Linked DNA regions of Mus musculus: all the other regions are linked to region 3. The links are chromatin contacts, called in public Hi-C, HiCAR-type, HiChIP or PLAC-seq and promoter capture Hi-C maps. All regions are on one chromosome and are shown on one strand. The core of a region is the stretch at or near the end of the contact, and the rest is flanking DNA. Distances in the headings are between cores, read along the strand shown. Region 1 holds the start of Grip1 (glutamate receptor interacting protein 1). Region 2 overlaps Cand1 (cullin associated and neddylation disassociated 1). Region 3 holds the start of Nup107 (nucleoporin 107). Region 4 holds the start of Cnot2 (CCR4-NOT transcription complex, subunit 2). Region 5 holds the start of 1700025F24Rik (RIKEN cDNA 1700025F24 gene). Region 6 holds the start of Dyrk2 (dual-specificity tyrosine-(Y)-phosphorylation regulated kinase 2).

Region 1 (4,940 bases), core at 979-3,478, 1.7 Mb before region 3:
TTATCTCAACCAAGCAGATTAGGTGATCATCTTTCAAAGTTACTATATTTCTAAAAGACATACAAGTACATTTTATTACAATCCCCCCCCCCAAAAAAAAAATCTACCCACTTCAGCATTCTGATAAAAACCTAGGGGCAACACAGTAGTGATTTTTTTTTTTTAATCATCAAACTGACGCACTTAACATCAGGTGCGTCGCAGCATTTAGCTGATAGGACAGACCTGGGTGCTTGACAGACCCCTTTCTTTCATTGCTTCAACCTGGTAGTGAAATATTGGCACCTGGATCTGCAAATCTTAAGATATGGTTATGCAAAGGCAGGCATTGAAGCATTTCTGTAGCAGGGATACCACTGGGCGCGGGGCGGGGGGGGGGGGGTAAATCCATGGTCACACGCCAGAAGTGTACTGCAAATGAATGCACAACTCTAATAAGGAAGTGGTTTTAAAAGGGACAGATTCCCTGAGTCATTAAAAAGGCTATCAACCAAAGACGCGCTGTGCCACCTAGAGAAAAACTGGAAACTGTACATTGGTTTCTTGGCTGTAAGCATTTTTTTCCAAAACCTGAAACTTTTAGCATGACGAGTAACACCAGCCACCGTCCATACCAGCTCCCCCACGCTGCAGAATCAAATTCTTTTGGGGTGGGGGGGGCAGGGGGGAAATAGCGCTGTCCCTTCTACACACCAGATTGGCTTCCTGCTTCCATCACAGCCTACCCACGAAGCACCATTTAACCTCCAGCACCAACTGTTAGTCATGAAGACCCTGCAGCCTGAAAGCCATTCAATTCTCAAGCAGGTTCCTTGAACAAGCCAAAGCAGGCTGTAGTTGAAGCAGCAGGAGTATATAAACCCTGGTGGACCTTGACAGCCAGGGAATCCCTCTGGATGCTGCGCACCCCACAGCCCCATGGGGCCTTGGTAGGAAATTTTGGTGTACTCCGTACATGATATCCAGGTTACGGCCAACCACTGCACAACCCAAACACCGTAAGATGACAACAGAACCAAGCGTTTAGAGTGCAAAAGGCCTTCAACTTTTCCTCTCCGCGAGTCACTTCAAAACAACGTGCCCAGCACACTTGGCAGGCTGAAGCACAAAGGGGCTGCAGAGCCACCTGGCACGGAGAGCCGTGTCTTCCGAAGAAAACAGACAGTAATTATGAAAAGTCCGCAGTCCTGCGGTATTAACTAGAAAGCCGGGACTGCGCTGGGCATAACTCATCTTTTAGGCAGTCACTACCAGCCAGGGGACAGTCAGTCCTCTCTCCCCTCCCCCCTTCCAGCGACCCAAGGCAGCGCCCCCTACCCGCCCCCCACACTCTTCCCCCTTCTACTCCCCCTTTAAGAATCTCCTGCAACTTTGGGTTTGGCAGCACCATCGTAGCCCAGCCAGAGGCGGGGACATCGTCAAGGCGGCCGCGGCAGGAGGAGGAAAGTTTGAAAAGTCACTTAAAGCATTGCAAGATTCTCCCCCACCCCCAGCACCAGGAGAGCCCACCGCACAGAGAGGAGCCGGGGCTCCACGTGCGCAGCGGGCCCAGGAGAAGCTGGAGTTCCCTCTAGGTCCTCGGTAAGAAAAAACAGAATCTTTCCCCGGGCGAAAAGTTGCTTGCCGCAGCACTGTTCCCTTGCCCCCTCGGCTTTTCCCCCCTCCAGATCCCCAAACCCCCTCTCGGATTTCGCAAGGTGCCACCTGGCCTGGAGCGCGGTCCCCGGAGGGCACGGCGCCCCTCCCTTGCCGGCCGGAGGACAGGTCTCGGGGAGCTGGGGGACAGGGAGGCACCGAGGGCGCCCGGCCCGGCCCCCCAGGCTCGACCGCCAGGCTCACCTCTCTCCTGCTCCTCCGCTTGTAAGCAGATGGGGATGTTCTTCTTCCAGCCCGGCATGGTGTCTGCTCCCTGAGCTTGCTCCGGGGCGTACTCGCTGGCTCGCTCACTCGCTGGTCGCCGGCTCTGGGGCTCGCCGCGCCTCCTGGCTCACGCCCTCCGGCCGGTAGCAACACGCCCGAGGCTGCTCAGCGGGGCTGGGGCGCCGAGGCGACTCCCCGATACATTGAGGCGACGCCGCGCGCCCCGCTGCTCGCCTCCAAGTCTCCCGAGCTCCCCGGGGGTGGCGGTGGCGGTGGCTGTGGCGGTCGGGCCGCGCGGTAACCGGGCAGAGCTGGGGGGGGGGGGGGGTTCTGCAGCCGCGGTGGCGCGGTGTGGCCGCGAGGCCGGGGGACCGGAGCAGGCCGGTGTAGGACCGCCGAGCCCCCGGAGGTGGGCGCCGGCGGGAGCTCAGGGCTGGCGCCGCCTCGCTCCGCTCCTCCTCCTCCACCTCCTCCTCCTCTTCGTCGTCCTCGCCTTCTCCTTCCTCGTCCCTCCGCCGCCAGCAGGTGGGACTCGGAGCCGCCGCGGCCGCACAAAGCTCCTCGGGGCGGGCGGGACCGAGCTGCGGGCTCCCGGGGCGCCTGTCGCCAGAGCCTCTCCCCCCGAGACGCGCGCGAGGCTGGGCGGGCACGGAGGGGCGCGCGCGCTCACACCCTCGGCGCCCGGATCGCCGGCCTGCGAGGCGCGCCCGGCCCGCCAGGTACGGAGCCTGGCACCCCGCCGCCGCTGCGGAGCCCTCGCCCGCCCCTCCCGGGCCTCCCGCCCCGAGCCCGACCGGCCGCTTAGGCGGCTTTGGCGATGACCTCGATGAAGCAGGGGGCAGTGTCCTTCCCTCTAGTCCCTCCTTCTCGCCGCTCACTCCCCTCCCCAGCCCTGCCCGTCGCCCCCTCCCCCAAGTTGAGACTCGCAGCTCCGGATTCGCTAACTTCGCCCTCAACACAGGGGCAGTGGCAACTTTCGGGATGGTCGGCGCTGGTCCCAGGGGTGGGGACGGTGGGAGCCAGGAGCCCCTTTTGTTTTAAAGGATGCAAGCAGACCTCAGCTGAGTGAATATTTAATAGCTGTCTTCAAGTGTAGGAAGGAATTTTATGATCAGGTTTTATGATTAGTTTCTTCCTCTTGTCATAGGCTCACAGAAAGAAAAAAAAAATCAGTGGAAAATGAATAAAGGTGGGGAGGGGGAGGGGGGACAGAAGCCTTTGTACCAGAGCCTGGAAGGTTCTGCCCAGGCATGTGGGCTCTTCCTTGAGACCTCAGTGCTACTAGGAGAGGGACTTTTGGCAGCTGTCTGTCTTGCATGGAGATGCCATTCATTTCTTCAAGCCTGGGCCTCTGGCTGGAAAATAGCCATGCCTTTCCCTCCCATCTGACGGGTTCTGAAGAGTTTGGAGCCCCAGAGGCTGTATCTACTGGAGTGTGGTTTGGGGGTTTCGCCTCTGCGGTTTCTTTTGGCCTCTGAAGGAACTGTGGTTCCTCTCCCTCAATGGGGACATCAGCTCTTGCCAGCCTTCTGCTCTCTCACTGCCAGAGCAATAGCATAATCACACAGCACCTGAAGATAAGGTCTGTCTTCTCCTGCCATCTCATAAACTGTCTGATCAAGCAGGGATGTTGGCACCTGCCGTTGCCCCTTGTGCGAGTGCTTGGTTGTCACTGCAGAGCTGCCCTGCTGCCAAAAACCAGTGGCTGTCTCTCCTAAGGAAAGAAAGGAAAGGATTCAAGAGCAGAGCTACACAGCACCTGGGAGCTGAAGAGCTAAGTAGAAACTGAGTCACAACATCCCAGGGGTTCTTAGAAATCCCATCTGCGCTGGGCAGTGGTGGCTTGGTGGTGCATGCCTTTAATTCCAGCACTTGGGAGGCAGAGGCAAGTATGTCTCAGAGTTCGAAGCCAGCCTGGTCTTCAGAGCGAGTTCCAGGACAGCCAAAACTATACAGAAAAACTCTTTATTGTCCCCGCCTTGGCCCCCCACCCCCACCCCAGTCCCATCTGAGCAGGCTCCTTTCAGACTCTTTGTAAAATCCAGAAAAACAGATGGCATAACTTTGGTCTTGCCCTAAGTTTGTTTCAAGAATGTGCCTTGATTTTCCGGAAAGATTAAAGGGCATCCAGCAATAGCCAGGCTGGCTACAAGTACAGGCATACACTCAGCTTCCAGCAACACAAAAACCGCTGGAGCATTTGATGTAATATCTACGATGCGGATGATTATTCTAACAGGTGTTATTCTGGGGGGCCTGACTAATAAACCTCTGATATGAACTGGCCCTTACTCATGAGGTTTTACTGCAATCAACGGTATGATTGCCCCACCAAAGTGACAGCCTAGTGATGCCAGAGTTCTAACTTGTACCTACTGATTATATTTTTAACTCTGACAAAATCCCTACTATGTGTTGGACTCTTGGATAAAAGCTAGGGATACTGGAAGATTTTTTATTTATTTTATTTTGGTAGTAATTCAAATTAGCACATCTTAGATACTAGGGTCAGATATTATCTTGTGACTAATACAGCTGCAAAGAACAAACTCTCTAAGTCATAACTTGCCCCACCTCGTGTTATTTGTCTCAAATATGTGTTCACTGATAGCGAACATCTTGCATCACCATATCGTATATGGCCATCAGCAACTAAGTCCCTAGCTGTGTCCCGGATAGTAGCTTTTCTTTTTGTATCTCTAGCTACAAATGTAGCTTTTCTCTTTGTATCTCTAGCTACAAAGGAAATAAACTCACTGATACTCAAGGGTGATAGCATTTGCCCTCAGTGGGCTACCCCTGGTATTCTCTTCATGAAGCCTTCTCATTGTATTATTGCGATCACTTGACAGAAAAATATTAGAAAAATACTACTAGGTAATTTGAATTGAGTCTGATGTAGCCTTATATTCAAAACAATGCATCTGAAAGTCTATTCCAAGAGATTGTAACATTATCTCGAGCTTTATTTTTAAAACAAAAAACTAGATCTCAAGCAGCTAAGCACATTCATTTTTTTTTTCTTTAGTAAATTTGAAAATTAATGTCCTTTAAAGAATGGGCAGTAACAGTTAATCAAA
Region 2 (4,458 bases), core at 1,179-3,678, 1.4 Mb before region 3:
ATTTACTGTTCTTAAGGAGATACGGTTTGTTAGTGTTTATTGCTGACATGAAATGGATTTATTTTCTATGTGTGATGTGTGTGTGCATGTGTACACACGCATGCATAGAGCAAGCATTTTCTTAGCTGAGCCATCTCTCTGGCCTCCATTAGAAGCGTTGTCCTTTTGTAAACAGGGACACATTTCTGCCCTTCATTGCCCTCCATCGCTGCCCTTCCCATCCTCATACCAGGCCCTGTTCCCACCAAGGCTCAGGGCCTTTGCTGGCCTTTCGTTTGCTTGGGTTGCTTGCCGAGTATGGTTGAGCTATTGAAGTGGTCTTCTTTCCTAATTATCTCTGGAAGGCCTGCTACCAGAGAAAACTGACTTATAATGTGTTAAGTCTGCCCTGGTGAAAGGTAATATTGAATGTGTAAGTTTTAGGAAATTGTAAAATAGTGCCTTTATATTCCATACTTAGATGAGTTTTTACCTCCCCGGCTTAATCTTCAGTTATACCGTTTGTACCTTCTTCATCATGAATCTTGAATAACAGTGGTTTCTTGAGGACTATTCATATCCCAACGATGCCTGCTGTGTGTTAGAGTGTTGGGCAGGACTTGTATCCTTGAGGAGGGGTTTGGATAGCAGGAGTGATATAGAAACATCAACAGAATAAAACAGAGTTGTGCAACATGCTTTCTGAGCACATAATAGGTCTAGAAGTTTTCACTATGCTTTTAAATTCTAGATGGGAAATTAAAAGCAACTAGAACAGGAAAGGTCAGAGTTGGCAGTGCAACAGTGAATGGACCTTTCCTTATAGGAGAATGCTTTTGGGAGCAGACCTTGATGATTAGAGCTGAGGTGTGTGTGTGTGTGTGTGTGTCTGTGAAGGGTTGGTGAGCAGGCTAGAAATTGTCTTAAGTTACTCTGCTAGAAATCAGTAGGGAACCATTGGAAACTAACCACAAGGAGCTGCGCCAGTCACTTACCCTTCATGCTTCTTTATGTGTCATTATGACAGACAGGGAGCCACAGTGACAGTTGTTACTAGATGAGATTGATAGCTGTACTTTTTGCTTTGTGGTTATCCAGACGTTAAGAGTGTTCCCTTGTCTGTCTGTCTGTCTGTCTGTCTGTCTCACAGCCTTGGCCCTTTGGTGAGTAAAGTGAAAGAGTACCAAGTGGAGACGATCGTGGACACCCTCTGCACCAACATGCTTTCTGACAAGGAGCAGCTGCGAGACATTTCCAGCATCGGCCTGAAAACAGTAATTGGAGAACTTCCGCCAGCTTCCAGTGGTGAGCAAGAGTGGATTCTCTTGTTTCCTTTCCACGTGGAGATACGTCCTCTCCACTTATTAAGTGTACTGTGTGTCGGTTCTGAAGGAATTCGCAGGGTGTTCGCTGTGTAGCCTCTGCAGTGAGGGAAAGGATAAGCAAATACCAATTTCTGATGAGTTTGTAATTCTAGGTTTGATTTGGTTTATAAAAGCTTATTGTATAAAATTCTAAAAGTTAAGGCCTAGCTCTGAAACTGTTCAGTTTACTAGTAGCTTTAATTCAGTTTCAGTCCTTTCCAGTTACTCGATAATTTAATAATTAATGAATTATCAAATTTGATATATAGAAGTTTGAGATATATATATATATATATTCTATAAATTTGATAATTCATTAACTATTTTGACTTCGGGCCTCTGCCAGAATCACCTAGGCCGTGTGAATGTGCGATTGGACTTAACACCTGCATTTAATTTAGAAGTCTGAAAATTACTGTCCTAACTGTGAATGAGGGAAATGGTCCTATCCCTACTGTGGGAGGATTTTAAATTGGTAACATCACGTGAGTGTTGTCTCACTCATTAATAAATACTAATGATTGTCGATCATTATGATCAGTTCTGTTCTCCGTTGCTTCTTTTAGTCTAAAAATCATACAGTTGAAATGTGCAGAGATTAAGTCACCACCCAGAGCTTTGACTTCCTGTTTGGTTAAAGTTTGAAGCAGTTTGGAGGGTGCTCTGAATGTGACTCGGTGATAAAGCACGCCCACCGCGGATGAGACCCTGGGTCCCATCCCTAGCACCACAAGAGGAAAAACAGTTCTCTCCATCTCATACTGGTGTGCTGTTTGTGCCAGAGCATACCAGTGTTGCTTGACTCTGTTGAAGCATCCAGGCAGGCTGAGTAACGACGGGTAGTGCTCTCCCTTCCTGTTGTTGCACACGGTCTTCATTTTTTCCCTCATGCAAGATGCATTTAGTTGGTTTCTACAAGATAGTTAAATAGTTTTTTTAACTATTGAGATTCTAACTTTCTCAGTGAGTTACCTCTTCCCCCTTTCCTGGCTTTTGTAAAACATGACCTACTTTAAAGTGAGGGGTGCAGCCTGCGCGCACACAACAGCTTACCCTTTGGTCACGTGACTGACTGAAGCGTAAACCTATTTTTTTCCTTCTTTTAAAGCAACTGCGTAAGTATTGGAGTGCAAACTCAACAGAGCTTCAGGCTGTGCTAGAGAGAACTCAAGAACAGAACAGTTGTGATGCTTTCAGTGTAGACATTTGTTTGCCAAACACTGCAGGCTTCCTAGCCAGTGGCCACTCAGGACTTCCTGGCAAGACTTGAATAGTGCTATTTGTCACATTTCCTGGACCCCTTCACAGCTATTAATTTCTGATTCGTGGTCAGGTTTAATGAGGTTTTCAACTCTTTTTCTTAGCAAGGATCTCTTAAATGCCTTTGAATTTTAGCCTGTTGAATATTTGGCAACTAATGTGTATATGAATTTTAACACACTTGAAATTTTTATTTACTCTTGCAGGCTCTGCATTAGCTGCTAATGTATGTAAAAAGATTACTGGACGCCTTACCAGTGCAATAGCAAAGCAGGAAGATGTTTCTGTTCAGCTCGAAGCCTTGGATATCATGGCTGACATGTTGAGCAGGTAAGTGTACATGGTGTTTTTGTAGTGGGTGTATTACAAATATTATGGTCATTATTGACATTTTTCTTTGGTCTAGATATCCGTGGTTGGAGGTAAAGAAAATGTAAGATGCATCACAGATTTTTTTTTCTTTTTTAAGATTTATTTAATATATATGAGTACACCATTGCTCTCTTCAGACACACCAGAAGAGGGAATCAGATCCCATTACAGATGGTTGTGAGCCATCATGTGGTTGCTGGGCATTGAACTCAGGACCTCTGGAAGAGCTGAGCCATCTCTCCAGCCCATCACAGACATTTTTTGATTCTGAAAAATGTTGTGATTTATCTTTTTTTCTTTTAGCAGTTTGTTTATTATTGTTCCATCCATTCACCTGCTTAAGTGAAGAGGTGCCTTACTGGAAGTCACAAGTCTGCAGCTAAGCACATGCCACCCTTTAGAAGTCAGGTTTATGCTGTGTGTTTGGGGTAGGAGGGCTGGATTCTGTTCATTTGTTGCTCTTCTGCTTTCTATGGCAGCAAGCTGAGGAATAGATTTGAGCTACTCCTGAGAAAATAAACCTTTTAGGGCTCTTCGCTTTCAGTGTATCCTTGTTTCTAATAATGATGAGTCCTTGTGGGTAGTATTTAAAGTTAATTTAAGTTGAAAAATAGCTAAGCACTTTGATATAGAAAAATGTGTGTATATTAAATATCTGCAGTGAGGGGCTCTCAGTACCCTGTCATATAGTATAGAGTACTTAGTAGATTTCTGCTCTAGGAGATAATAATGGAAAGGCCAGAATCAAGACTAAGTGAAGCTGGCCGTGGTGAACCAGTAAAACTGGGTATGAGATGGACAGAAAGAACCAGAGAGAAGAAGGGAGAAGGGATGCTAGGCTTTTGGACGTGTAGGCATTCGGAAACAAGACTCTAGACAAAACACATTGAAGTCTTGGAAGGAGGAAAGTGACAAGATCATTGTGTGTTTGGTTTTATTTGGTGTTTTGCCAGCCATTTGGTTAGCTGGCCTGTAGTAGTAATCTGGGCCTCACTCCTAGGGGTTATTTGGGGAAACACACCTCAGATCTATCCATTTAGCTTAGGATTTTGCAGGGGATAGTGAGAATTTGGCTTTTCTCTTTCATTGTGAGTTCTGATTTCTCTCCCCAGTTTGTTTAGAGTCTAGACATACTGCTAGTGCTCTGGCATGTTACACTTACTTGTTTTTGTTTGTTTCTTTTCCTTTAAGGCAAGGAGGACTGCTTGTTAATTTCCACCCTTCAATTCTGACCTGTCTGCTTCCCCAGCTGACCAGCCCTAGACTTGCAGTGAGGAAAAGAACAATTATTGCTCTTGGCCACCTAGTTATGAGCTGCGGAAATATAGTTTTTGTAGACCTTATTGAACATCTGTTGTCAGAGTTGTCCAAAAATGACTCCATGTCAACAACAAGGACCTACATACAGTGTATTGCTGCTATTAGTAGGCAAGCTGGCCATAGAATAGGTAAGCCATTGTCAAGTGCTTCAAAGGTGTCTCTG
Region 3 (4,809 bases), core at 325-2,824:
ATTAGAAGGGATACTATAGTACTACTTTTTTCTTTTCTTTTGAGACTGGGTATCAAAACAAAGAAACAAACAAAACAACAACAAACTCGTACTGGCCTCTAACTTAGTAGGGCCTGAGCATGGCCCTGATTCCTGTCTGTACCTTACTCTGTGCATGGGACGGGCACAGTAAAGAAACTGCCACCGTGACTGCTCCGTTAGGGATAAGGTTTTTAATGTGGGTAAGAGAGAGAAAAGATCCAGAGGCACCTGGAAGTGCCCAGAGCGGAGAGAAAAAGAAACAGGCTGGACATGGCCAGGGCCGGGGAAGCTAGAGAATGGGAGAGAATAGTTACATCAGCAAGAGATGGGAGTCAGGACAGAACACACCCAGACACCAAATGCTCAGCACAAAGGAAATGTATTACCCAAGACGGACAAGCAGAAGGTGTTGCCTCCGTCTGGATCGGCCAAAGAAGGCAGCAGGTGTCTCTGCAGGAGAAAGGGGGAAGGCTGTGCTAGGATGAGTTGGTAAGTCCTAAGTGGACATGTTAGCCAGCTAGTGAATTTTGATAGTTGGACCTCGGAGTTTTAGTCAGGCATAAGGATGTGGCCAAATAAGGGAAGAGACCTTGGTGGCTAGGTTTAGGAATGTAATCTAACGGTTTAGCAAGGGAGAGGGGAAGGGAGAGGGCCACACCTGCTGGTGATGTGTCTGCAATGTCTGCGCCTGTTGGAGCTCTTCAAGATAGTTTTGTGTGCAAGATGAGAGAGCAGAGACTAGAAATTAGTGCAGAGTCGGGATTGTGGGGACAAGTAGCTAAGAAGACCGAAGGAAAACGCATTACAGGAGTTCCTGAGGAATGCTGGCGTTTATCTAACCGCCAGAAATCAGAAATGGTTCAGCCAGAGCTCATTTCTAGATATTTGGAGGGCCTGAGACCTAACATTTTTGAGGTACTGGAACAGGTAAGTATTCCCACGCCCAAAACTTTTAAAATTTATGATAATAACAGCAACAATAATAATTGCTATTATTACTATCGTCAGGCTTTCTTAGTGCAGGCTTGCTTCAAAATCGTGGTTCTTCCTCCTGCCTCAGCCTCCCATGTGGCTTTCTTATGCTTTGCTTTTTTTATTGGATTTCTTAAAAAACGGCTGATTCCGTAAAAGAGAAATAAATAACGAGAGAAAACAACCTCAAAACCCGTCCAGTGAGGTTACACCACAGTTCAAAGAGGTGAGCGCCCCGAGACAGGCCAGATCCCGTAAAGTGGCGCTGAACCGCAAACAAGAACGCTGAATGCAGACTCTTCAACAGATTCCTAAAGTCCAGGTTATAGACTTCCGGCTTCCCAGAACAACGCCCCACCCAGACCACGCCCACAAGCCAGGCTCAGGCGACATACCCAAGCTCCGCCCCTTTCCCCGCCCCCTTCCTGCCTGGCCGGCACCACCCAGCCACGCAGTCACTCCCTGGCACACTTCCGCGCCTGCGCCCACTGAGCCTGCGGCTGGAGACGAAAGTCGCGCATGCGCCGAGCGGGAACATTGTTTCTCTGGGACTGGCTTAGCCAGGCCGCGCTTCCGGGTCGAAGGGTGTGCTTCCGGAGAGCGGGAAGGCTGAAACGCGGCGGCCAGGCTGCAGTCAAAGAGTTGCAAGGTTCTAGGCGGAGACCGCTGAAGCCATGGACAGGTCAGTCCTGGTAGGGACGCCTCGGCCGAGACTGGGGCTCTCGCCTGTTAGCGACGTAACCGCCTCCGCGGCCAGGGATTTGGCCCTCGGTGGAGGAATGGACGCTTGGCGCGATTGGAGCGGGGATGTGAGAATGCGGATCCCCGGGGTTCCACGCCGCGCCTCCCGGGTCTTCTCGGCGCTCGCTCCGAAGTGTGCGGGGGTCTGTGATGGTCCCGCATTCGAAATGCGAAATGAAGCAGTTCGAGCTCAGGGCCATCAGCCGCACTGACAGTTCAGCCCAGACGTCCTCAGCGTGGTTTTATTGCGGTTATTAAGTCATGTCAGCTGTACGTTATTGGGTAACGGTGGTCAGCTTAGACTTTAAAGTGCCGGCCCTAGGGAGTTGAATTTCTCCCTCCCTCTCAAATGATTTATGCTCGCCTGACACGAAGATGGGTTGTTTAAGGCCCTTGGCATCGGGGAGTAGATTGTGTAGTGAAGACAGTCGAGCAGTGTAATACGATGTATTTATACTGTACTGCGGGGAAAATAAATGAAGGAGATGTTTTATCTCCCTGTCACAGGAGTTTCAGGCAAACCTATAAAAGTAACTTGCTAGCTGGTCTTTTGAGTAATAATAGCACATTATTGATACTGAAAACATTGTGCTAGGGGTTATCTTATGTGTGTTCCTTAAGCTTTAAGTGGCACATTTAGTTTTAGAGCAATCCCGTGAGGATCTTATCTATATAGAACAGTGAGCCTGTAAGAGATTTAAGGAATGGCATAGTTAAATAGAACCCTGTTATGGGGCTGGGGATATAGCTCAGTGGTAGAGTGCTTGCGTAGTAACCCTTAGGTTCTGGGGGGGGAAAGAGAAACATTACCAGCAGGGACCTTTGAATCTCCATAAAGCTGTTTGATGAATAACTTAAGTAGATAGATGAACATCCAGTGACAGGGGAACACATATAGACCTCTGTAAAAGAAACATACTCAGATATAAAGTCATGAAAAATGTTCACGCTTGTGTGGCTGAATGCTCCCAGCAATGCGGATGGACTTGATGGGCAGAACTAAATTAGGATGGTGGTGTAAATACTGTGCTGGTGAGTGTTAGCTTGAGTCTGCAGAGAAGAGGAAGCTGGCTGGAGATTTTAAGTGGAAGAAAGGTGTACTAGAAGGATAATTAAAATCAACCCCCATGGTTTAGTTTATAAGCTGTCAGATGACAGTGCTGGAGGCCCATAGCACTGTGCTAAGACAGGAGACATCCTTAGTCTACATGGAGGGAAATCACTTGAAGGGCCATTTCTCCTCTTCACTAGAATTGCTTCACTTTTTCTTTCATCCCGCCAAGCCATATCGTACTCACAGTCTGAAGTATAGTCCTGGCTGCATAGCAGTGTTTGGTCAGCATGCAGGCCAAAAATATAACAGTGGTCCCATATGATGATATTGCCTAGTGACATGATGACTGGCTTAGCTTGTATAGATATATTCTGTGAAGTTTTCATGAGGATTAAAAAAAAGAAGAATTCTCAGAGCCTGTTCCTTCTTTGTTTGGGTTTGTTTTTGAAGCTGCTTTCACCCTGTCTCAGATTGGCCTGGCACTTCCTATGTAGTACAATTTGGATTAGAGGTGTGAGCCTGGGCTAAAACCAAGCCCTTCAACAAGCAGCTAACTCATCACCGTATTTTAGAGAGTGCAGAGTCCTTCCTTGTAGAGAATTCTGTAGTCAAGCAGCTCTTTGGTCTGATGGAGGAAAAGATTTACCTTTATGAAGCCATACTGTAGTATAAATTTCGGGTTCTAAGATAACTCCGCGGAGAACATACTATTGTGATACTAGGCAGTCAAAGACAGGGCTGGTAGCCGAGCACTGGGTGGGATTTGGGGGAGTAAGCAGGACTCAGAGACAAGAGGTTATTCTTGCCAACAAGATCCAAGACTTGGCTATTGGGGTGAGCCGTCCCTCGACTGACGAAGATCCTTTCTTTGCCCTAACTGTAACGGTAGTCCTTCAAAGATGCCGTCTAAGACCTTGATTATACTGTTCTAGGAGTGGCTTCGGGGGGATGTCATCCCCTGTGATCCGGGATGCGGAGGTGACGAGGACTGCCCGGAAGCACAGTGCTCACAAAAGAGTTCTAAGTATCCTTCGTGTCAGGATTGCAGAGTGCAGGGTGCCGTGAATCAGGGCTGTGGGATTAAACATTAGCTGGGATAGAATTTGGCTTACCTCCATTGGGGTTTACATATATGTTTACATACACGGGACATACATGTTCTCAGTGAATGTCAGTGAGCTAAGATGCCTGTTTCTCTGAAAAGCATGTTGTCTCACTACTGGTATGCCATAGTAGTCAAAACTTATTATCTAGTCTCTATCTGAGAATTTAAATGACAGGTGGCTTTAACAGCTGTACAGAAAAGGTGGTGCCCATAAAACACTTTGTTCTTGAAAGAAGTGTGCTCATGTATCTGTGTAGTAAATCCTTGCTTGACTTTAATGATTTTTCTTTTCTCTACATGGAAACTTTCCTTAATTCTTCCTAAGTTCAGGCCAACCAAGAGGACAATTTTGGTACTGCTACACCAAGAAGCCAGATCATTCCTCGAACGCCAAGCTCCTTTCGACAGCCTTGTAAGATTTTGTTTGTGCTTTGGAAGTATTTAATGAAGTAGCCAGCTGGCATTTGTATAATTTTCATTATAAAATATTTAGCTACAATATCAGGAAGTAAGCATAAATAGTAATGATTACAGTTATCTGAGCTCTTATGAACAAGGACCTGTACTCTATATCAGTACATAGTAACTGTGACATACTGTATCTGCTATCCTCTATATCAGTATATAGTAACTGTGACATGCTGTATCTGCTGTCCTCTATATCAGTACATAGTAACTGTGACATGTTGTATCTGCTGTCCTCTATATCAATACATAGTAACTGTGACATGTTGTATCTGCTGTCCTCTATATCAGTACATAGTAACTGTGACATACTGTATCTGCTGTCCTCTATATCAGTATATAGTAACTGTGACATGTATCTGCTGTCCTCTATATCAGTACATAGTAACTGTGACATGTTGTTATCTGCTGTCCTCTATATCAGTACATAGTAACTGTGACATGCTGTATC
Region 4 (4,586 bases), core at 851-3,350, 1.2 Mb after region 3:
TCTGGAACTCAGAGATTGGCCTGTCTCTGCTTTCCATGTGCTAGATATAAAGATCTGTGAAATTATGCCCTGAAAAGAAGTTTTCGGTGCGACAGGATGATTTAAGATTTTTATTGAGTGCATACATCTTTTATTGAGTGCATACATCGTCACGTTGAGCCATCAATACAGCCTTTAGCAAATGCTAGGACGTTCATGGAGTTTTTCCTAGCATCCCTGTTCCACACATTAATTAAGAAAATGGTCTTATCTCACCTGGTAAAGTCCAAGCATAGCAATACTCTCAGACCTTCCCCAGTGACAGCAATGTTTAAATTTTGACAAAAATGTGTTTTTAAGTTAATATACGTAAGAAGAGTAATGAATTAGAATATTTAATGTTACTTAATGTGATAATGCTACTACATACACATTAAGGGCTCCCAATAACGAGCAGCCAGATTAAGGTGCTCTGCATTGCATGCATTCACGCACATGAGCTGCACACGCCTAGAGTAGCCAGTCTTTGAACACACTACCTTATGGCAGTAGATGCTAACTTGAGAGGAAGAGAAAGCAGACGAGACAGGAAGGCACGGTTGGGGGAGGGGCCATGTAGGACTGTGTTGTTCCTTCTTGAATTTCCCTAAAGTGAAAAACCAACAAAACACAAAACGGTGAAAAGGAGTATTTAATGAAATGAACAACCTAGCAAAATAAACCTTTTTTTTCTACTGGCTACACCAGTTCCTGTCCGCATTTAAACAAATTTGCATATCTGCTGATACTGCATATCTGCTATGTCAAATTACTTTCAAAACCATGACAAAGGTACTTTTAATTTCACCGTAGGCTATTGTATCCTATTTCTTGCCTTTAGCTTTCTATGATAAAAATATATATCGCTTCCGTTTATCACAGAATCTATATCTAACTATATAGACTGGCGGGCTGGAAGGAGGTAATTTATTAAACTACAGCAGAAACTTTATTTACTTCAAATGAGTAGTAATCCGCATTAGTAAGCTCTACCACTCAAACATGAACAGCGATACGTTATGAAACTCGCAACTTCAAAGCACAAAGAGGCTTTTTAGCAAGTTAAGTAACCGTAAAACACGAAGTTTGTGGATGTTCAAAGGTGTAAACTAAGAGTATTACAGCAATAAAAAGTAATTTCACTTTCAGGGACAGTCCGGCTTTGGAGAGCAAAACACTTTAGTTCCCAACCACAGCCACCGTATTTTCAAAAGGTCTAGTGGATGAGCCAGCTGGTCACTAAGGTTTACCAAGGGCGCGCCGGGCGGGAACTAAATAAAGTGCCACAAACACCGTTCGGTTAGATTAAGTACTCCCGGCAGTGCTTTAAAAACACGCTTCCCCCTTACTTCCTCTCACCAGGTTTAGACCGGGGGGGGGGGGGGCAGGTAAAAAAAAGGGGAGCATGAAAAGGAAGAGGGGGCGGCGATCAAACGCCTAGGTTCCAGCGGAGGGGAACTCACTGCTCGGGAGGTGCGGGCGGCGTGCGGCGGGTGTCTGGGGGAGCGCACCCAGGTAGCGCAGGCAGCGGGGCGGTGGGAGGACCGAAGCACCGCAGGCACCGCACCGCACCGCGCCGCGCAGCAGGCTGGGGACAGCCCGGGGACAGCCCGCAGGAGGTGCTCGGGGGCGGGGTGTCCGAGGAAAACACAAACACAAACACGCTGCGCGTCCCCCGGTGGGCGGACCCACGCCACCCTCGGCTTCTCCCCGCCCCCGAGGCCGCGCTCGCCCGCTCGCTCGGACCCCAGGCCGCAGCTCCAGGCGTGGCCGCAGCAGCTCCCGGCGTGGCGGCGGTCTGGCTTCGGGAGCCCGGAGAGGCCGCCCAGGCCCCACTCTCCTCGGTCACCGCCACAAGACAGCGCCGCACCTTCCGCGGGAGGCGGCGGAAGCCCGGGAAGGCTCCAGGCGAGCGTTGTGCTTCTCACGGTCGACTGGCGTACGGGCGGCGTTCCGTCCATTCGGCGAGCCTCGCTCGCTCGCCGGCTTCTGCTGCTGCAGCCGCCGTCGCCGCCGCCTTCGAGCGGAGTCGGAGCGACGGGGGTCACGGCGGGGGTCAGAGGGTAAAGGTCTTGCTCCCAGCAGCCTCCGCGGTGGATACGTCGCCATCTTGGATCCGCGGGACAAGAAAATTCATGCGGTGAGTTTTTGGCCAATTTTCGGAAGTCTGGCGGCGGGGCACGCGGCGGGGGAGGCGGATTGGGGGCCCCCTCAAGGCGGGGGAATGCCTCGGGGCTGGTCCGGTCGCGCCCGGGGTCCGCGGGTAGCGTCCCGGCCCGCCGCTTCCCGTTGCTTTTGTCTCGGCTCCAATCGAGAGAGGGAAGAGCGGAGCGGGCGGGCGGGCGGGCGGGGAGGGGGTGGCGGCGCTGGAGGAGGGAGGGGGTGTGTGGCGGGGTGGACGGGACGTAAAGCGTCGCCGTGCTCGGGCCGCCACCGCCGCCACCACCGCAGCTACCGCAGCCGCAGCCGCTCCGGAGCTTAGGCCCGGGCCCCCGCTGCCCGCCGCGGGGCTTCCCCGGCTCCCGCCGGCGCGGAGCAGCCGCTGCCGCCGTGCTGCTTCCTGGGCTAGGAGAGAAGGCAGCGGCGGCGGTGGCGGCGGCAGCAGCATCCAGGAGCCCCGGCCACTGGACACGGCTCCTGCCTGCCACGTTCCCAGCAGCTGCTGGTCCTTGAAGCTTTACGTTTCTGGCCATACACGCGCATCCTCCGCCACTTGTGTGGTTTTCTTTTCTTTCTTTCTTTTTTTTTTTTTATTTGTTTGTTTGTGTAAGATGGGGACATCGCACTGGCTAACGGGCCTCGGGAGCCTCCAGGCCCTGAGCTATACCGAAGGGGCCTTTCTTGCAAGGTGGAAAGGCGAGAGAGAAACTCAGATGCTGCTTCTGCCCCCGTGCCTGGAGTGGGAAGCCTCTCTAGTGGTGTAGCCTCTTGAGTTCCGATGGTCCTGGGGCGGCGGAGGAGGAACCCGAGCCACTCTTGTGAAGTTGCAAGCCCTGGTTTCTACTTCCGCCGGGCCCCCTCTACCTTTTGCCGTTTTGTTTTAGGTCTTCACTTCAAAGTTTCATAGAAGAAATAAGTTGGGTTAAAAGAAACCCGGTAGTTCTTAATTGAGGTACTGTTTGCTTAGGAGAAAAGCTTATAATTCTTGTTATCTGTAGGCCCTTCGGGAAATCTAATTGTAATTTTATTTTTGTAAAATTATTTCTAAGGTTTTGTTATTTGCATTTACGTTAGATCCAATCAGTACGCTTTTACCTCCAAAAGAAAATAAAAATAAATAAATCTTACACATAGGTACTTTCTTGGAAATCCTAGGGGGACATCTCCACTTTTCAACATCTGGGAAGACAAGTGTTAAGAGTGTTTTGCTTCATTTTCATTAAATCCTTAGTCAAAGATTTCTCTTTAATCATCTGGACAGTTCCTAATAAAATACAGCAATATGATCCTTAGATTATTGGCAAATGGTAGAACGTTAACCAGATCTGTTCACAAGGGACACACTTAATGTTCAAAACTGAATACATTTTCTATTACTCTCTATAGTGAGAAGTTTTAGGGAGATGGAATCGTGTTCCTATAGATTTCCCTTTCCAAATAAGTGGGTGGTAACTTTCACAACAGTTTTATGTTTGGGAATGCTTTGTATATTCAACAACAGTTCCTTCTCAGAAGTCACCTTTGTAGTTTTGTAAGGTAATTTTATTCCAAGTTGGAAGTGTTTAAAAATCCAGTACACTGAAATGGTTGTCTACATTCAAATATTTGTCTGTGTTCAGGTTTTGTGTCTTTAATATGTTTTCTAAATGGTCCCTTGTGCTCTGCCTATCCAGTCTGTTGTCATCTTAAAGCTAAAGGAAAAGTTCAAAATGCACAGACAACTTCTTCCACTTTTCACTTTTGCTGACTTTGCAAGATCCTTAATTTTAAAGTGAAACCTTTTCATTTTTAAAAAAGTGCCTGTTTTTGTTTTTAACTCTAGACCAGAAATAAAGACTGTATTTGACTTTTATTTTTTTATTTTTTGCATTCCTATTAATGCTTTATTGACACACATAAGGTAGTGCATGTGTTGGCAGAGCACTTTGGTTCTCAGATGCAGTCTAGAGATACCTGTAACCTTACCAGATGCTCCAGGCTGAGAGTGGCCTGCACATTAACGTATCAGTAAATACAGCCTTTCTAAAGTGCTTACAAATAAATGGTGTATGGTGGAAAATGAAGCAGATTGATGTCTGTGAGTGGTTTATAGCCTAGCCATCTGAGAACTATTTGATTTGAAAATGAAATCAAACTCCAAATAATAGGCTCCCTAAAATAATAATTACCTTTAATTTCCCTATATAAAGGTAGGTGCTTTTTGGTTTTTCAGAGATGCCTTAGGTTTATTTAAAACTTCAAAAATAAATATTTTATACTGCTGGCAAGTTAGAAATACTAGTAATCGTGTTCTGCTTGTTTCTTTTCTCCTCTTTCTTTCTTTCTTTCTCTCTCTCTCTCTCTCTCTCTCTCTCTCTCTCTCTCTCTCTCTCTTTCTTTCTTTCTTTCTTTCTTTCTTTCGTTTTGTT
Region 5 (4,672 bases), core at 1,431-3,930, 1.6 Mb before region 3:
AGGTTAGTCCCTCCTGAAAAAAAAAAAAAAAGACTTGGTTGCAAGGTGGGCAAAGCAAGGTAGTCGTGGGTGGTCATACAACCTTCTGAAACAAGGGTAAACTTGTTATAGGCAGATAGCTATAAACAGCTTTTTGAAACGAAGACATAATTGCCATTCCTACAACAGGCAGGATAGAACTATTTGTAGTTAAAGTTATGGGGGGGGGCATAGCCCAATCCTTGAGAAACAGAGGTTTAATCATAAACAGGTATAAATCTAGTATGTCTTTGCTATAGGTTTTTTTTTTTTTTAAGATTTATTCATTATTATATGTAAGTACACTGTAGCTGTCTTCAGATGCACCAGAAGAGGGCGTCAGGTCTCATTACGGATGGTTGTGAGCCACCATGTGGTTGCTGGGATTTGAACTCAGGACCTTCGGAAGAGCAGTCGGTGCTCTTAACCACTGAGCCATCTCTCCAGCCCCGCTATAGGATTTTTTTTAAAGCCTAAAATGGAGGCAGCCTTGTTTTTCAGAACCAACTCCTAATAGCTGTCCTCTAACTTTCATGCCCACTTCTCAGTCTTAAACACACACACACACACACACACACACACACACACACACACACACCACAAGCAACCAGAATGTTTAAATGTGCATACCCAAACCCTTAGCGTTTTGCTTAGCATATACTAGTCAGTCAGTCAACTAATGGTGACTACTGGTACCTACATTTCTTAGCAACCCCAAATTTGTGGCAGATGGGTGCTACCTGCTGCTACTTTGGTTGATTCAAGGATAAGCAGCAGCAGCTGGTGGCTCTGCGGGCCTCATTAGGCAGAAAAGGGCCTGAATAGGGCTTGATGTAGGCTGAGGAAGTAGCAAATGATGAATCTCCTTCAACCTCAGCTGGCGCTTTGCAGGGGAAGGGTGGCCAGGGGGGCCAACTGTAGCAATCACTTAACTGCCACCAGATCCTTGCGGCTCAGCAGGAAGGATGGATGCTTAAAGCTTTCTTCCTTTTGGTGAAGAGAAAAAGATTATTTTCCTGTGATGGGAAGACGGTTGGTGCTCACTCGCCTAGGGGAAAGGACGCGGAAACCTCACTCCTGCCCTTGCCCCACTTCGCCCTGCCACAGCTTTTCAGCAAGTTTGATCTTGGTCCACTTACTCTTGTTTCCCTCCGCTTCTCAGGCCCCTCCCCATCCCCTTTCATCTCCTCTGTCTCCCTGCCCCTGTTGATCTTCTTTTCCCACACTGTTAAAGGAACATGTTTTGAACTCTGGAACTGTAGAAAGACCTAGCACCCGAGAACGCGATGAATGGAGCAAGAACTCCCTGAACTGCTCACAAGCCGCCTGTTCTCCTTCCTGGGCACCCGGCTCTCACTCCCACCCACCACCCGCCACAGTGGGTGAGTTCCCTTACATTCCAGGGCTGCTTAACTATTAGGAACTATTAGACGAATCACTTACCTTAACAAAGATCAATGGCGATCTTTAAGCTTCCTCAAATGTCACGATTATTTCCAGGTTTTCAGACAAGGCTCAGACCTGTGAAATAGAGATCCAATGACTTGGGTATTTTCAGGATGACACTATTTCTGCATGATGTTTTCCAATAGACGTAATCATGGATCAAGCACAGTTAAGAGATTTGAGCTTCGTATTTTTATGAACATTCCAAATGAAGCAAATTGGAGACATGATTTAGTTAAGGCTTCTAGTGAAGTACATACCAGAGCATATAGGTGCTGGGGTAGGATATATTTTGTGCATGTATGAGTCACCGCCTGAGGTTCTGTCACTAGTGAGACTCCGTGGTGGGTACCAACAGGCTTGCTTAGTGAGTGAAGAGTTAATGTATCCCAAGAGTTGTAAAGTGCACCCAACGTAAGTTCAGGTAGGGAGAGCCGGGTCCAGGATTCCAACTGCTCTGTGTCTGATTCCTAGAACTACAGAGCATCCTGCTTAGTTTTTGTATTGGAGAACACAATCTCCATCCTTTTATGTTTGAGGTCAGATGTTATAAATTACAATGACTCATTGTGAACAAAATAAAACAAACTAGGTGTCCTGGCTAGTTTTATGTCAACTTGACACAAGCTAAAGTCACTTGAGAGGAAAGAAATGCAATTTTAAAAATGCCTCCGTAAGGTTAGGAAAGCAAGCCTTGTAAAGCTAGCAATTGATAGGGAAGGACCACGCCCATTGTGGGCGGTGCCATCCCTGGGCTGGTGGTCCTGGGTCCTGAGCAGGCTAAGCAAGCTGGTAAGCATCACCTCTCCACTGCCTCTGCATCAGCTCCTGCCTCTAGGTTCCTGTCCTGTTTTGAATTCCTGCCCTGACTGCCTTCGATGATGATGATGAAGAAGAACTGTGATACGGAAAAGTAGGCTAAGTAGACCTTTCCTTCCCAAGTTGCTTTTGGTCACGGAGTTTCATCTCAACAATAAAAACTCTAGCCATGACATTGGAATTTTAATAAAGGGAGAAAAACTATGACCCACATCACTGACCTGGAGCACTGTTGTTTACTCCTATCAAATCTATCACATGTACTTCTGAGGTGAGCAGGTGTCTGTCTGTAAGCTTTAAGTGCTGTTAGCAAGACCAGAGGGACCAGAGGCTAGCATTTTACATAACATCCTGTGGGGAGCGGGTGTGGCGGTTGTCCCAAGATGGTGCCCGGGACTGCAGCCTGACTTCCTCATACACCCGGAAATAAGCCATGTCCATCGTGAGAGCTGCGCAGGCGCACCATGACCTAAGATCAGGGCATTTGACGAAGGCCAATGAACTGAGATTACGTGGACTGGGCTGATGGGGCATGGTTGAGGGGTTATGTAAGGGATTGCGATTGGGGGCTAGAGGAGAGTCCTGCTTGCATGTCGGAAGGTTCCTGAATAAACTGATTTGAGAAGAACTCTGTGTTGTCACTCTTTTCTGCTGGTCGGAGACAGAAGCGACAACATCCTGAATGTATTTAAACGCATGAGTTTTGCTCTTTGAGGGCATCTGCAGGTAAAAGTTGGAACGCTTCAGGCCTTGTCTCTGTCAGTCCTGAAGACAATTTAAGAAGAGCAAGAGATACAACTGAGAGTTTGACATTAGAGAGTTTATCAAACATGCATTTGTTTAAAACAATTCTTTTTATGTTGTCTTGTTTTTTTGAGACAAAGTTTCACTGTCTAGCCCTGGCTGTCCTGGTACTCACTCTGTAGACCAGGCTGGCCTCGAACTCTTAGAGATCCACCTGCCTCTGCCTCCAAGTGCTTGGTTTAAAGGCGTGACCCACCACCACTCAGCTAAAATAACTCTTGTAATCCAAAAAAAAATTGCATATTCCTCATCAAAACGTTTAATTGAAATCTTCTTGACATACAGGTTAAGTCACATTAGAGAGAAGACATAAGAATGTGTTTAAATCACTTTGCTATAATAGGATTTTGTAGATAAAAGCCTAATTTAAAATAAATGGGCCACTGGCTAGGTTTAGACATTTTCATCATATGAATTTCTCCTCTGAATGTATTTGTAGTAATGGGTTTTTGGGTGACTGTCAAACAGTCAGTTGTCTTAGACATCGCACCTCTCTTTGTGTAGGTCTGATAACTGATGAGCACCGTATAGAAGTTTTAATAATGACAAAGACAGAGTTTGGCACAGGTGTGAGGCTTTCTTCTGTATCAACCCCTCAAATAACTTCTGTTCAGGGGATTCGAATGCAGAAAGTTTCAGTATTCATTCAACAACTGTGTGTGAAACACTTAGGTAGGTGAAACATGGCTCTCATGTTTAAGACCCATCTCTGGATAGAGTAGGCAAAAATGGACAACTGTTGGGGTTTGGTCTTTTTCTATCTATTGCAATGCTAAGTGCAGGTCCCCAAGACCTGGTTGTCCCAGAGGCAAGAGAGTCCACAGTAAAATGCTAACTGACCCTGACCCCATTCTGATTGGTAAATAAAGATGCCAACAGCCAATACCTGGGCAGAAGAAACATAGGTGGGGTTCAGGTTTCACTGCCTTGGGGTCAGAAGGTGATCATGAGGAAAAAAAGAAGGTGCAGTAGGGGGAAGAAGAAAAAGCCTCTATGGGTTAGAAGTCAATAGAACATGGCCCAGAGGGCTGGGTCACTGGAATTAAGGGCAGTCCAGATGAAATTTAGCAAGTAATAACTCGGGGTTATCAATAGGAAAGTAGATTCTAACAGCAAAGAGGGTAGGCAGCTGCTCAGATTTTGTTCTGTTTGTATTGTAAATATAAAGAGAGTGTGTGTGTTTTATCTGGGAACTAAATGGTCTAAGGCAGGGTAGAAACCCCAGGTTGGGATGAAATATTTCTACAACAGACCACAAATAACAAACATACTAAATAGATGTGTTTGAATAAAAGGAACCGTAAGTGAGTACTACCTGACAACCTGAGTATTCCATGAGAGAAAGGCAAAGGAGAGTCAGGTCAAAATCAGGCAATGTTAACAGGTGACACTACCACTTAAATCCCAGGATCACAACAAACCTGGCCATGAAGGTAACAACAAAGTCTCAGATCTTTGCAACAAGGTTCTGATTTGATAACAGAATAGCAACAAGCAGAATAAACTGTGCATTCACGATGCTCACCGGTGGGATACCCAGGGTGTATAGAGCCCAGCCAGGCTGAGAAGAGCTCTGGAAAACAAG
Region 6 (5,058 bases), core at 1,017-3,516, 1.1 Mb before region 3:
ATATTATTAATTTGGAAACAGAGCTAGAATGTACCTGTACTATTAGTATTCTTATTTATGATTTTTCTTATTATTTATTTAATTTTGAAGCAATGGTATTTGAAATAAGTTGATACTGGAATTGATATTTAAGAACAGTATTCTTTTCAAACATCAGTCGTATGGAGTATTCAAAAAATAAGATGGGAAGGAGATAATTGTTTAGAAAGAGTAAGGGGGAAAACTGCCTGAATTTTCTTGAAAGCGCACAGGCTGCGAGCATAGCAATAGCGAGACCACTCCGAGGATCTCAGATACATTGTAGCCATGTAGCTGCTCCTTAGTATCCCCTTTCTGTTGGTTAATTCTGAATGCTACTCCAGCCTTCCCGAGTGAGTTTGCAGGCGATAAGCGCAGGGAGGGATTTCTTGCTAGGGGCAATTTAGGTCATGGCATGAGCCGATTATTAATATTGTACCGTGGCCCTATTTTCTTGTAAAAGGACCCCCAAACGGAAGGAAATTAGTCTGTCTCTGTCTCTCTGTGTGTCTCTGCCTGTCTGCTTGCCTCTCTCCTCTCTGTCTGTCTCTGTCTCTCATTCTCTTCGAGGGTGGAGTGTGCCCTCCTCTTATTACTCTGTAGGCGCCCTAGAGGGTCACACTGTAATGTGGGCCGGTCCCTTTGGCATTTGGATAAAGCTGAGGTGATCTTTGTAGGAGGTTGCTATGACAATTTGCAAACAGCAGAGCCCACAGAACAGCAGGAGGTAGCTCCCTCTGGACTGAAGTCTGCTCTAGCTGGGGCCAGCACTCTCGGGGACCTGGGGACAGACACAATGAACAGGACAGTAAAAAATGGACCCGGGACTCCAGGAGCACTTCAGAAATTAGGCACCTCCCAGGAAGGAAGTGCATGCCTGGATGCGGTCCAACTTTCTTCCCTATCTGCTGGGATTTTTTGAAGCTTTCCCTCCACACCTGGCTGTCCAAGTGGACAAAGGTGCACAAGTGTGCCACGCGCGACAAAGCATAAGGTGTGCGACGACAGAGAAGAAAATTTTTGTTCTTTCTGGGAAACAGAGGCTATAGACCACAAATGAAAAGGGCGGGGAAATTCTCCACGTGTCTGGGAAGGGAAAGGGAAAAGGAATCTTTTCCTCCGAGGATGTGAGGAATCAGAGGTGTCGCACCAGTGCAGCAGAGAGCTGAAAGGAAGGTGTGTCTGTCTCAGTGGCCGCGCCGCGCCGGGGAAAGGCTTGGAGTTGTAAGGAAATGGGAGGTGTCTCTGATGTTTATTTTTGCCTAGCAACCCACAGCCAACTGCTACCTCAGCTGCGGTCCACAGGCGCCTGTCTGCCTCCCCTTGTCCTAGCGACTGGAGGGCAGCGGTCACTCGGTGTCAGTGAATCAGGGAGGGCGTGCGTGGCTGAAATGAAGGTGGAAGGGCAGCCCCTTCCTTCGTCCATGCTTGGGTCACCAGGCTCAGCCGCAGTCCCTCCTCGGAGCCTGACTTTCCGAGGTGACCCTCATACAACTAAGTTCTCTCCATGATAAACTGGGGAGAGGGGCTGGCTGGGCCACTGGGACAGGGACAGGGACTAGGGTCGGGGCCAGGGGTGGGGGGCCGCAGTATTGTCTGGGAGCAGCCATTAGGAGCGGTGTTTAGGGGCGTGATGGAAGAGGGAGTGGTCTCTGCAGCAATTTCGGGAGGAGGCCGGCCGCGGTAGGTTGCGCGGTAGTGCCGGGAGGGGCGTCGCAGGGGCGAGGGGGACCCGGGTAGAGGGCAGATGGCCGTAGGGGAGGCACAGGGCGAGCCGGAGTCGCAGTTTTCCTGGGAGCGGAGGGCGGCTCTGCGGAAGATCGGAGGGGGTGGGACTCCCGGGGTGGCGGGTGGGGGTGGGGTGGCCGCCAGCCTGTGTGGCTGGGGCCGGGGGTGGGGGGTGGGGGGAGTCCGGGGCGGGGCCTCGGCGGGGGCGGGGCTGGCCTTCTCGGGCGCGAGCCGCGGGGGCGAGCGTGTGTGCGAGTGTGCGCGGACGCGCGCGGGCCCGGGAGGAGGCTCCCGAGCGAGTGGGTCCCGGCGGCCGCAACCCGCTCCCCGCGGCCCCGATGTGAGGGAGTCGGGGAGGCCAGCGGTGCGGCAGGGGAGGGCGAGGCATGTGCACGGGCCGGGGGGTACAGCAGCCGCCCGAGGACGAGGGGGACGGCGGCGGCGAGGAGGAGAGCGGGGGGCTCGCGGCGGCGGGTCCGGGCCGAGGGGATGCAGCGGACTGCGTGTGTCTGGCTGTAGCGGGAGCGAGGCGGCGACGAGGCGCGGGTGACCCGCGTGAGGGGCGACCAGGAGGCGGCGGCGGCGGCGGCGAGGAGTAGCGGCGGGACCGGCGGCGAGGGCAGCACTGCCATGCACGTTCCTCTCCCGCGGCCATGTTAACCAGGAAACCTTCGGCCGCCGCTCCCGCCGCCTACCCGACCGGTAAGGGCCCCGGGACCCTGTCGGCGGCGTGGGGCGCGGGCTGCGCGCGTTGGTGCCCCGGGATCCCCGAACCCGGCGGGTCGAGCGAGGGCCATCCGGAGCGCGACCCCGCCGCTGCGCCTTCTCGGTGGCCCGCCCTCCCCTCCCCCGGCCCGGCGACGTGGGCTCCGGAGCTCCGGCCCAGCACTGCTCCCCGCCGGGTCGCGAACTTAACTTTGCAGCTGGCGGGTGCGCGCTGGGGAGTCGCGTCCCGACCCCCCTTGTTTCCCGCACGCCGCCGGCTTTTCCCGGGCCGGGTGTCTCCTTCCATCTTCTCCCTAGAAGAGGGGGTTCGCTGCCCACCGGGGCGGGGGCGGGGGGTCTGGGTGGCTCTCTTCCCCCACCCTGACCCTCTTTTGTCTCCTCCCGCGCGTGGCTCCCAGGCCGAGGAGGGGACACCGCCGTTCGCCAGCTTCAGGCTTCCCCGGGGATCGGCGCGGGGGCTCCCCGAAGCGGAGTGGGGACCGGCCCGCCCTCCCCCATCGCCCTGCCGCCTCTCCGGGCCAGCAACGCTACCACTACAGCCCACACGGTGAGACCTGGCTTCGGGTGGGCGCCAGGCAGACCCCTGGCTTGTTGGGTTCCGACTGTGGGAAGAGAGGGCCGAATCTCCACGCCCCTAGCAGGGGCCTGTCCTCGACGCCGCCCTCTGCAACTTGGGCGAGCCCCGAGCTGCTGCCACAAAGGAGATTCGTGGCGTGGGCCCCTTGCTTCCCTCTGGTGCTCGCCCACCCCAGGCTCCTTTTCCTGGGAACTTCCTCCTTGCGCCCCCTCCCCCTTTTTTCATCTCTGCTTCTCAGAGCTCCCTTCCCCCCCGACCCGGTAAACATCTACTCCCAACCCCAGGGGTAGTGGATATTTATAGAAACGTATGTGTTAGGGGACAGCTAGCCTACCCTGCCCGGAAAATCGATCCCCCAAAGAGCCTCCGAGGCCTGGCTCCAGCCAGCAGGGAGCACCCGCCAATTGTCCCCCGCGTGTGTAAGCATGTTTTATGAGAGCTACAGGTTTGAGCACAGCAGAAATTGTAATTAACATTAACAAAAATAAGAGCTACAGCAGTAGTCAAAACAAAACAACCCCCCCCCCCCCGCAGGATTCTCAACGTGGATATTGCTCAAAAGGAAAGACTGGGCTTTGCTTTGTAGGTGGCAAAGGAAGGGCACCTGACAAGGGCTGTCCCTTGAGTCCCTGGGGAGGAGAGCGGAGCCTGGGACTGGTAGCTGTAGAGACTGGCAAGCTGGATGTGACTTCAGAATGTACCTTTCCTCGGCTCCCAGCGATGGCCTTTGGATGGTGACCTGGAGCCTAGAGGAGGTGTGCGCTTGCAGAAGGTGGTGGTTTCAAAGGTCTCTTTCCCAAAGGCTCTCTGGGAGCGTGAGCAACCTAGGATGGTTTCTATGTGAGGTTGCTTGCAGGGCATAGGATTTTGTTACCAAGTGAAAGTTGGTTGAGAGCACCCACCCATGGTTTGTGGCCTGCAGGGAGCATCTCTGGGGGAGGGGGGTGGGGAATCATGTGTGACTGAAACTTGCTTATCACAGGAGATGAGAAGAAGGTGGACTTTAGTTGTTTGTAATGGAGACATATAAGAGAGGTAGATAATCTCATAGACATGTTTTGTTATTCTCTCTGTTTTTCTTGTGGGTCTATCCTAGGGGCTGGACATACACAGAATTAACTCATCTGGGTTGTACTGTTGCTGGGAAAGAGAGCCTGCAGTTAGTAGGGATGTGATTGCCACAAGGGCATCCTACAAAGGAACAGCCATTGGTTTTAGAGGTTTGGATTTTTTGTGGTTTTGGCTGGTTTTGAATCATCTGACAGTTTGGAAAATACAGCGTCCATCCCCCTCCCCCCAGCTCCCCCTCCCCCATGTGTTGGTGTGCTCATGTTACATGGTGTGAACTGGAAAAGAAATAATTCAGTTTGCCTCTGGTTTCCCAGTTTTTGTAAGGATGGCCTTAGCCTGATCAGAACTTCTTTGCGGTTGAAATATGTCATGGAACCGGGTGAAGGAGAAGTTGTCACTAGCAGAATAGCCTGTGTGGCATCAGAGAGGAAAGGCCATGAAGGCGATTTCGGGATAGACGCCTGTGCTTTGTGACCTGTGTGTGACATGGCTGTTTGTAGTTGAAGGGTGAACTTCGGCTACTCTGCATCCTTGGATGCTCCGTTTTGAAAGTGAAGCTTTGTATTTCAAATGTTACTTTCGACTTGGTTTGTGTAACATTGCAGGTTTCCCAGATCAGGCATTAAGGAGCACAGAGTTGATCTGGCTCCTCTGTGTGTTTACCTGAGGAGGCAGACTCCACAGGTTAACTGAGCTGTCAGGAGTCCAGAGGCAACTCTGATGTGTATTGCCGAGTCACACACCCTCCCGAGTCTTCGTTTAATGTACTATTTGGGACTACTAGTTCTGGGAACCAGTATTAGCTTAATTATAAATACTAGAACCTTTACAGATCCAGAGTCCCAATATTCCACATTTTCAAAAGTGTTTATGTGTTTGTTTCTGGAGCAGTTACCCCTGGGAGGAACTGTGGAGGAATGGCAGAGGGAGAAAGAAAG

What was found. Promoter capture Hi-C pulls out the DNA fragments that hold promoters and counts their contacts. A called contact is a pair of places that touch in the nucleus more often than the background predicts. HiCAR-type assays count read pairs that join an accessible place to other places. HiChIP or PLAC-seq counts read pairs in DNA pulled down with a chosen protein or histone mark.
Region 1: a contact with region 3 is called in a HiCAR-type map of astrocytes, with 2.9 times the contacts expected there. The contact joins the promoter of Grip1 here to the promoter of Nup107 in region 3. A contact is called at or near these places in 1 of 39 promoter capture datasets (hippocampal neurons) and 1 of 115 datasets of contacts at active chromatin or transcription factors (astrocytes).
Region 2: a contact with region 3 is called in an H3K4me3 HiChIP or PLAC-seq map of forebrain, with 8 times the contacts expected there. The contact joins the enhancer-like site here to the promoter of Nup107 in region 3. A contact is called at or near these places in 8 of 39 promoter capture datasets (the 3T3-L1 cell line, the C10 cell line, cranial neural crest and 5 more), 5 of 115 datasets of contacts at active chromatin or transcription factors (embryonic stem cells, forebrain and large pre-B cells) and 1 of 9 other capture datasets (embryonic stem cells).
Region 4: a contact with region 3 is called in a promoter capture Hi-C map of erythroid cells, with 4 times the contacts expected there. The contact joins the promoter of Cnot2 here to the promoter of Nup107 in region 3. A contact is called at or near these places in 3 of 39 promoter capture datasets (erythroid cells, liver and pre-B cells).
Region 5: a contact with region 3 is called in a promoter capture Hi-C map of pre-B cells, with 6 times the contacts expected there. The contact joins the promoter of 1700025F24Rik here to the promoter of Nup107 in region 3. A contact is called at or near these places in 3 of 39 promoter capture datasets (the C10 cell line, hippocampal neurons and pre-B cells).
Region 6: a Hi-C map of B cells shows a contact between it and region 3, with 6 read pairs. The contact joins the promoter of Dyrk2 here to the promoter of Nup107 in region 3. A contact is called at or near these places in 1 of 39 promoter capture datasets (pre-B cells), 1 of 484 Hi-C or Micro-C datasets (B cells), 3 of 115 datasets of contacts at active chromatin or transcription factors (astrocytes, embryonic forebrain and extraembryonic endoderm stem cells) and 1 of 9 other capture datasets (liver).

The regions. Positions count from the first base shown.
Region 1 is chr10:119,451,322-119,456,261 of GRCm38.p6, reverse strand. Grip1 (glutamate receptor interacting protein 1) reads right to left here and starts at 2,228. Exons shown (of 23, transcript NM_001277292.1): 1 at 1,840-2,228. The coding sequence starts at 1,897.
Region 2 is chr10:119,216,416-119,220,873 of GRCm38.p6, reverse strand. It overlaps Cand1 (cullin associated and neddylation disassociated 1), which reads left to right. Exons shown (of 15, transcript NM_027994.1): 3 at 1,130-1,284; 4 at 2,810-2,933; 5 at 4,167-4,423. Among named protein-coding and RNA genes, the nearest start is that of Cand1, 21 kb to the left of the region's middle. Within about 2 kb of position 2,428, at least 43 of the 459 cell types and tissues checked have an H3K27ac peak or open chromatin away from gene starts, as enhancers often do. A contact at or near this core is called in forebrain, where this site is marked.
Region 3 is chr10:117,789,470-117,794,278 of GRCm38.p6, reverse strand. It overlaps Nup107 (nucleoporin 107), which reads left to right and starts at 1,574. Exons shown (of 28, transcript NM_134010.2): 1 at 1,574-1,675; 2 at 3,721-3,812; 3 at 4,219-4,305. The coding sequence starts at 1,668.
Region 4 is chr10:116,579,025-116,583,610 of GRCm38.p6, reverse strand. It overlaps Cnot2 (CCR4-NOT transcription complex, subunit 2), which reads left to right and starts at 2,100. Exons shown (of 16, transcript NM_001037846.3): 1 at 2,100-2,158.
Region 5 is chr10:119,411,452-119,416,123 of GRCm38.p6, reverse strand. 1700025F24Rik (RIKEN cDNA 1700025F24 gene) reads right to left here and starts at 2,680. Exons shown (of 4, transcript NR_040578.1): 1 at 2,505-2,680; 2 at 1,462-1,539; 3 at 759-1,005. It overlaps Gm40778 (a long non-coding RNA gene), which reads left to right and starts at 4,303. Exons shown (of 3, transcript XR_872101.2): 1 at 4,303-4,672.
Region 6 is chr10:118,866,111-118,871,168 of GRCm38.p6, reverse strand. Dyrk2 (dual-specificity tyrosine-(Y)-phosphorylation regulated kinase 2) reads left to right here and starts at 2,266. Exons shown (of 3, transcript NM_001014390.2): 1 at 2,266-2,448; 2 at 2,871-3,019. The coding sequence starts at 2,400.